2 separate regions of the Sus scrofa genome follow, and region 2 is linked to region 1. Evidence: chromatin contacts called from public HiChIP or PLAC-seq data. All regions are on one chromosome and are shown on one strand. The core of a region is the stretch at or near the end of the contact, and the rest is flanking DNA. Distances in the headings are between cores, read along the strand shown. Region 1 holds the start of PIEZO1 (piezo-type mechanosensitive ion channel component 1). Region 2 holds the start of RNF166 (RING finger protein 166).

The links. HiChIP or PLAC-seq counts read pairs in DNA pulled down with a chosen protein or histone mark.
Region 2: an H3K27ac HiChIP or PLAC-seq map of alveolar macrophages shows a contact between it and region 1. The contact joins the promoter of RNF166 here to the promoter of PIEZO1 in region 1. A contact is called at or near these places in 10 of 47 Hi-C or Micro-C datasets (alveolar macrophages, blood, fetal skeletal muscle and 4 more) and 2 of 2 datasets of contacts at active chromatin or transcription factors (alveolar macrophages and skeletal muscle).

What each region holds. Positions count from the first base shown.
Region 1 is chr6:912,363-915,891 of Sscrofa11.1, forward strand. It overlaps PIEZO1 (piezo-type mechanosensitive ion channel component 1), which reads left to right and starts at 2,118. Exons shown (of 50, transcript XM_021093655.1): 1 at 2,118-2,469. The coding sequence starts at 2,133.
Region 2 is chr6:974,505-978,344 of Sscrofa11.1, forward strand. It overlaps RNF166 (RING finger protein 166), which reads left to right and starts at 2,453. Exons shown (of 6, transcript XM_021093662.1): 1 at 2,453-2,708. The coding sequence starts at 2,554. CTU2 (cytoplasmic tRNA 2-thiolation protein 2) reads right to left here and starts at 2,377. Exons shown (of 16, transcript XM_021093659.1): 1 at 2,213-2,377; 2 at 1,521-1,595. The coding sequence starts at 2,277.

The sequences.
Region 1 (3,529 bases), core at 868-3,367:
CCCGAGCAGCCATCCTGTCTGTCTCCATCCCGAGGTGCAGCCACGCCCCTCCTGGCCTGGTGGGGGCTTGTGCACGGGGAGACCCGGGTCCACACAGGCCTGGCTCAGTGGTAACACTGTGTCTTAGAGGTTCTTCCATGTTGCTACAGAGAGACTTGCTTGGTCTCTAACTCTCTTGAAGGTTCTACTGCAGGATACACTGTGATTTATTTAATGGCTCCTAAATTGGCCAGAATGGTTAGTTTCTTTCCAGTCTTTCATTGCTCACAACTGTAGACCCCACAGGCTGCTCCTTTGCAAGCACACCTGCCAGGTGAGTTCTCTCTTTGTTCTGGAGCCAGGTGGGAGGGTGGGAAGTGCTGTGAGCTGGGGGTGGGGGCCTGACCCCCAGGGCTGTCCTCCCTGCAGCCTCATTCTGAGTCCTCCAGTTCCCCCTCAGACTTTGCTCTTGGGACAGAGTCTAAAACCTTGTATCCTAAGCCTTAGAAGGACTTGGCTTAAGGGAGTGGTTTTTAAGCTTTTTGCTGTTTTTGCATTTACAGCTTCATGCAAGTGCCGTTCTTTCTTTCCTTTTGATGGCTGAGTAATATTCCATTGTGTATTTGTACCACATCTTCTTTATCCACTCCTCTGTCTATTGATGGACATTTAGGTTGTTTCCATGTCTTGGCTATTGTATATAGGGCTGCAATGAACACTGGAGAACATTTATCTTTTTGAGTCATGGTTTTTTCGGGATAGATGCCCAGGAGTGGGATTGCAGGATCAAATGGTAATTCTATTTTTAGTTTTCTAAGCAATCTCCATACTGTTTTCCACAGTGGTTGCACCAATTTACATAAAATTATCATGCTAAGTGAGGTCAGTCAGACAACGCCAAAGGCTATCCCTGACATGTGGACTCCAAAAAAAAAAAAAAGGCCACAGTGAACTTTGCAGAACAGATAGTGACTCACAGACTTTGAAAAACTATGGTTTCCAAATGAGACAGGTCGGGGGGGTGGGGGAATGCACTGAGGTTTTGGGATGGAAGTGCTATAAAATTTGGTTGTGACGATTCTTGTACAACTGTAAATGTAATAAAATTCATTGAGTAATAAAAAATAAAAATAAACCTTTCATGCAGGTGAGGTCCCGCGCAGGTGGACATCAGTGTCCCAGGAAGGGCCCTCCGGCTGCCCCCGATCACCCCTAGGGCAGGCCAGGCAGAGGACAGGGGAGCCCTAACCTTGAGGTCTGTTCTGCCCATTTCTTTGGGAGAGCCCCCCGCTCCAGCCCACAGCCCAGTTAAGAATGACTGAGGGGGAGTTCTCATCGTGGCTCAGCGGGTTTAGAACCTGAATAGTATCCATGAGGATCCGAGTTCGAGCCCCATTTCCACTCAGTGAGTTAGGGATCCAGTGTTGCCCTGAGCTGTCATGTAGGTCAAAGACGCGGCTTGGGTCTGACGTGGCCATGGCTGTGGCATAGGCTGGCAGCTGCAGCTCCGATTGGACCCCCGGCTGAGAACTTCTATACTGCCACAGGTGTGGCCCTAAAAAGCAAATTAAAAAGTCACCTTTCTGCAGCAGGGCCACCACCCCATCTCAGAGATGCCCCCGAGGCACAGAAAGGGGTCTGGCCTCCTGGGCAGAAGGTCATCAGCCGGGGGAGCCACTGTGGGTATCCTTCTCTCGGCTCTGTTGACCGTGGTGCAGCTCCAAGACCCTGGCCACAATCGCTGCCAAGGGACAGCCCCCGGTGGCCAGGTTCCGGCCTGACCTTCAGGGTGGTCCCAGCCATCTCTAGAGGCTGGGAAAGGCTGTATTTTACAGGTGGGCCCTGGGACCCTGGCTGAGCTGCACTTCTGGCTTTTGAGGAATGGGAGGCCCTGGGCCTGTGTTGGAGTCTGGCAGGGCTGAGGCTCTCTGGGTCCTCAGGGCCCTCGCCAGCCTGGGTCCTGAGTCCAGCCGCCCCAGCCCCAGGTGGGCTCTGCCTCTCACCCTGTGCAGCGACTTCTCCTTTCCCAGCCCAACTCAAGGGCGCAAAAAGCCAAACCCGGGTGGCCAGGGTGAAGCGCCCAGGACATCCTAGGCTCAGACCCCGGCCTGTCCTCCCAAGGGCAGCTCTCGCTGCCCTCCTACGGCGCAGTCATGGGGCAGGGCTGGTGGTGGCACGCGCGGGTGCAAGCAGTCCCGGTCGGACCTCACCGGGCCTCGCCCCTGACCCCCAGCCTGGCGGCCGCCCTGGCCCTACCGGAGGAGCCTCCGAGCCAGCCCTCGGTCCCCAGGGGGCGCTGCGGGCCCACATCCGCGGGCGCAAAGCCTCAGCCGCTCTGGCCCCGCGGGACGTCGTTGCGCGTGGGACGCTGCGCAGGGACGCCCCGCGCCAGGGAGCCTTCCTTGGCCGCTCCAGCCGGCCCCGCCGAGGGAGAAGCGGCCCCTGCCCGTCCCCACGCGGCGCCGAGCGGCAGCGCCAAGGCTGGTGAAGGTGAGGGTCTTCTCGGGGCGTGCGTCGCACGGGGGTCCGAGCTGCCCGCTGCCCGGCCCCGGCCGGGAGGGCCGGCTGGGCGTGCGTGCCGCGTGGAGCAGTAGAGCGGGTGCCCGGGCGCGCCGGGCCGTCGGGGAGGCGCGGGGGCGGGCACGCTGGGAGGGCGGGGGCCGAGCTTATAAAAGCCCGCGGGCGGGCCGAGGGAGGAGGGAGCCGCCGAGCCGCGTCCGGCCCTGCTCAGCCTGCGAGCGCCGCGCACTCCGCCACGGGGCAGGGCTGACACCCGAGCGAGCGCAGACCCGGGCCGTCGGCTCCGGTGGGGCGCGGCGGGCCCCGGCCCGAGCAAGAGGCGGCGGCGGCGGCGCGGAGGCGCCCGGTCCCCGCCGACCAGCCGGGGTCCTGGCCGCGGCGCGCGGCACGTGCGGCGACCCGCCCTGTGCGCCATGGCGCGCCGGCCCCGGGTCCCCCACGCCGCCCCTTAGCGCCGCGGCGGCGGCCGCGCAGTCCCGGACCGGCCCCGCGGGCCCCTCGGGCATGGAGCCGCACGTGCTCTGCGCGGTCCTCTACTGGCTGCTGCTGCCCTTCGCGCTCCTGGCCGGTGAGTGGGGGCGGGCGCGGCGGGCTCTGGGCTGCGACCGGGTCTGCGCGTTCGTTCCGGCGCCCGGCTTGACGTCCGGGCCGCCGCTCGGCGAGGCTGGTCCGGGCGAGGACTGTGCGCGGGCGGGCGCGGAGATTCCCCGGGACGCGCAGCCCTGGCGCCCGCATTCCAGAAGCATGAGAGCGCCGGGGAGGCCGGGGCCGCGTCCGAGCGCCAGGCTGGGAGGGCGGCGGCGGGGTGGCGGCAGATGGCACCCGGGCGCCCACGGGGGCGGGCGGCGAGCGCCCCCCGGAGAGGGCGCGGCTCGCGTCCCCGTCCGGGGCTCTCGGGGTAGGGGGAGTGGGGAAGGGGGTGTCGGGCCCCTACGCGGGGGGGCTGGGACACTGGCGAGGGGGCGCGAATCTCTTTTTCTTCTTCGTGTTAAAAAAAAAAAAAAAAGAGAGAGAGAGAGAGAAAGAAAAC
Region 2 (3,840 bases), core at 1,203-3,702, 62 kb after region 1:
AATGTATTTCCCGGTGGTATACACCACGTCTAATTCGGACAAAACTTTCAATGAAAAGGACACATGCACCCATATGTTCATTGCAGCACCATCCACAACAGCCAAGACATGGAAACAACCTAAACGTCCATCAACAAACGAATGGGTTAAGAAGATGTGGTGCGTGTATACGATGGAATACTACTCAGCCATCAAAAAGGACAAAATAATGCCATTTACAGCAGCACGGATGGAACTAGAGACTCTCACACTGAATGAAAAGTCAGAAAAACTGACACCACATGATATCACCTACATATTAAGTCTAAAATATGGCACAAATGATGGAGTTCCTGTTGTTGATCAGAGGAAACAAATCTGACTAGTATCCAGGAGGAAGCAGGTTGGATCCCTGGCCTCGCTCGGTGGGTTAAGGATCTGGTGTTGCTGTGGCTGTGGTGTAGCCCAGCAGCTACACCTCCAAATTGACCCCTAGCCTGGGAACCTCCATATGCCAGGGGTTCAGCCCTAAAAAAAAAAAAAAAAAAAAAAAAAACAAATACAAGACCAAAAAATAAAATAATTAAATAAGATATGGCACAAATGATCTATCTACACAACAGAAACAGCCCATGGACATGGAGGACAGACTTGTGTCTGCCAGGGAGGAGGGGGAGGGGGAGGGACTGGGAGTTTGGGGTCAGAAGATGCAAACTATTGCATTTGGATGGATACGCAATGAGATCCTGCTGTGCAGCATAGAGAACTATATCCAATCACTTGTGATGGAACAGAACAGAGGACAATGTAAGAAAAAAAAGTACATAAAACTGCACAGCAGAATTTGGCAGAATTTGACGTGGTAAATCTGCTATAATAAAATAAAAACTTTAAATATAAAACTGTCAGCCACTCATTCAATAAGCGTTCTTTGCTATACAAAGCATGCACCACCACCAGAAATTAACAGGAATAAAACGGGAGACAGACCCTGTCCTTGGGCACATGATCAAACACCTGGAGGGTTTTCATTCCAGGGTTATGTGAGGGACCACAAAGGGCTTCAGATAAAACAGAACACGCTCAGGCCTCTCTGGGACTAAGGCTCCCCTCTGCCCAAAGCCTCAGAGCTGGAGGAAGAGACTAGAGCCCTCCTTCCATCCTCCCTGTCTCACAAGTAAAGCAAGCATCATCCAGAACACCTGCCAAAGATCCCAGGCTGCTCTCATCTGCCCTAGATGTGTTCCTGCTGCCGGGATGGCGCTTCCCCCCTACCCCGCAGCACCTGCATTCCCAACTCTCCCCATAAGCTCCATCAATACCTTCCTGCCACCTGATCCACGGCTGGATAATGGAGAAAACAGATCCTGACCCATGGAGAACGGTACTCACATCAGGAACCAACACCTACACACACACCCATCCCCCACTCCCCAGTCCCGGAACGTACGAACGAAAAGGAAAGGGACAAAAGGCTTTCCAATGCCGAGAAATTAAGCCAGAGATGCGGGGGCAGCCCTGGCTGCTGAGTGAGGGCTCACCTGCAGAAGGCATCTCCTGCTCGGATCACCACGACAGGCAGGCCTTCCTTGCACTTCACACACTTCTGCTCACGGCTTTGGAAAGGGGAAGAAAAAACAGGAAAGCAAATTACACCTCCTCCCAAGGGCATCAGGGAGATGGGAGCCTGCTTCTTACCCCAAGCTGCCGTGCGAGAGATCAAATGGGGGTTATACCCCAGGAAACAGGGCTTTTGTCTTATCCTAACTACCACTCTGAGGAAAGGCCAGGGACCGAAGGGGATTTTAGTCTGCTAAAGCCGGTTCAGTGGCCTCTTAACGGCCACCTCTCAGTCTCTCAGGGGCTGGCAGAAGAGAGACAACTTCCGTGCGGCCCAGAAGGGAGAAGTGGAGTCAGTGGGTGGAAGAGAAAGGGGCTCCGACTTTCCTGAGTAAGGGGAGCGGCGAAGCCGCCCTACTGGCTGCAAGAATTAAAGGTGGGAGAGCGCAGAGCGAGCTTCTCCCTGCAGTGCTCAGCGCCGGCCCGCCAGGCACTCCCGCGGTGCTGCGGTGGGAGATTCGGCCCCCGACGGAGGCCCCCCGACGCCCAAGGCCCGCCCTCGGCGGACGCCGGGATTCCCGGAGCGCAGCCCCCGTGACTGACCACAAAGCGCGGGTCCGCCCACGGGGCAAGAGCTCGCCGCCGGCCGGAGGGGAAGCCGCCCAACTCTTACCCGGGCCGTGAAGGCTGCAGGCCCTCGGGCGAGGGCTCCCCGTAGTCCTCGTCCACCTCGCACATGGCTTCGCCAAGTCGCTCCTTAAACCGCAGCGGCGAGGCGCGCTCCGACTACGTCACCGCGGCGCGGGCGCGGCTGTGACGTCCAGGGGGGCGGGGTGGCCGCTGGCGTTCTCTATGACGTCACCGAGACGCCAGCGCGACTGTGACGCGAGGGTCTGGGACGGGCGCTCCCTGTGACGTCAGCTCGGCGCCGTCGCGGCTGTGACGCGCTGGCCGGGCCGGGCAGGGCCGGGACAGGGGCGGCGGCGGCGGCGGCGGCGGCGGGCCGGCCCCGGGATGGCGATGTTCCGCAGCCTGGTGGCGTCCGCTCAGCAGCGGCAGCCACCGGGCGGGCCTGCGGGCGGCGACAGCGGTTTGGAAGCGCAGTACAGCTGCCCCATCTGCCTAGAGGTCTACCACCGGCCCGTGGCCATCGGCAGCTGCGGCCACACGTGAGTGCGCCGGCCTTCAGGAGGCCGCGGGGTCGGGCACCGCCGCGGGCAGGGCCCTGCAGCCGCCCTGGCACAGCCCCGGCGCGCGGAGAACTTAGGGGGCGGGAGGGCGCGGGGCCCCTGGGGCAGAGCCGTTTCTGCCCTTTGGGGCGCGTTCATCCGCCTCAGCCCAGCCTCCTGCCCGCCCGCCCTGGGCTCTCGACCCGACCCCTCCGTTGTCAGACCGGGCCGACCAGCAGCCCTGCCCGGTGTCGGGTGCCCCGGGGGCCGCTGACGGCCTCGGCAGGCCTCCCTGGGGACTCAGAGCGCAGCAGGCGCGAACTCTGCGCCGGTCGCCTTCGATCTGGTCCCGTGGAGACCGGGGTGGACAGTTGTAAATAAATGTCTTGTAGCTTTTGCTGTCAACTCTTTTTCGGACCCGCTGTCTGCCTGTCTTGACTGCAGAGGAGAGGAGTTCCCTAAAGTTGGGGCATAGGCTTGTTTGGAGTCTGATGCTGTTTTGTTTTGATGGAGAACTTGGGTCTCATCCATCACTGACCAGCCATGCAGGCTGGCCCCCAGGAGACCAGGTGCCACACACCTTGTTAAAGGTTTCCAGCTGTGCCAGGACCCGGTGGTTTCAGGAACGGAAACCTGAGCATGCGGCTCTCCTTCCCGATGAGCACCGCACTCCAGTCTTCTGGGAGCTGCCAGCCTGGCTGGGAGGGGGCCGAGATCAGAGTGCCTGCTCTCCAGCTCTCCTGAGCTCTGAATAATACAGCTCTTGAGTGAAATTAGCAGGGTGGGGAGAGGGGGCAGGAGGGCCCGGCTGCCAGCAGAGCTGCTGAAGAGGTGGGGCCAAGTGCACCCAGGCTGGTAGGAGGCCCTAGCACATTTTGCAAACAAAGCCAGCTAACCTGGAAGGAGCTGGACCTGCTGAGTGTGTGCTGCTCATCACCCAGGGAGGTGGCATCCATGGTGTCAGGAGCTGGGAAGCCTGCACACGCAGACACGCACACACATACACAGCATGCGCATGGCAGGACAGGCACCTGCTCACACCCAGGGAGCCCTGCGGGCTTGTCCTGAAGGTGCACTGTGTGTCCCTTCTCCAGGCCGTTTGTGAGGTGTTGGCGGGGCGGCCTCTGCGCAG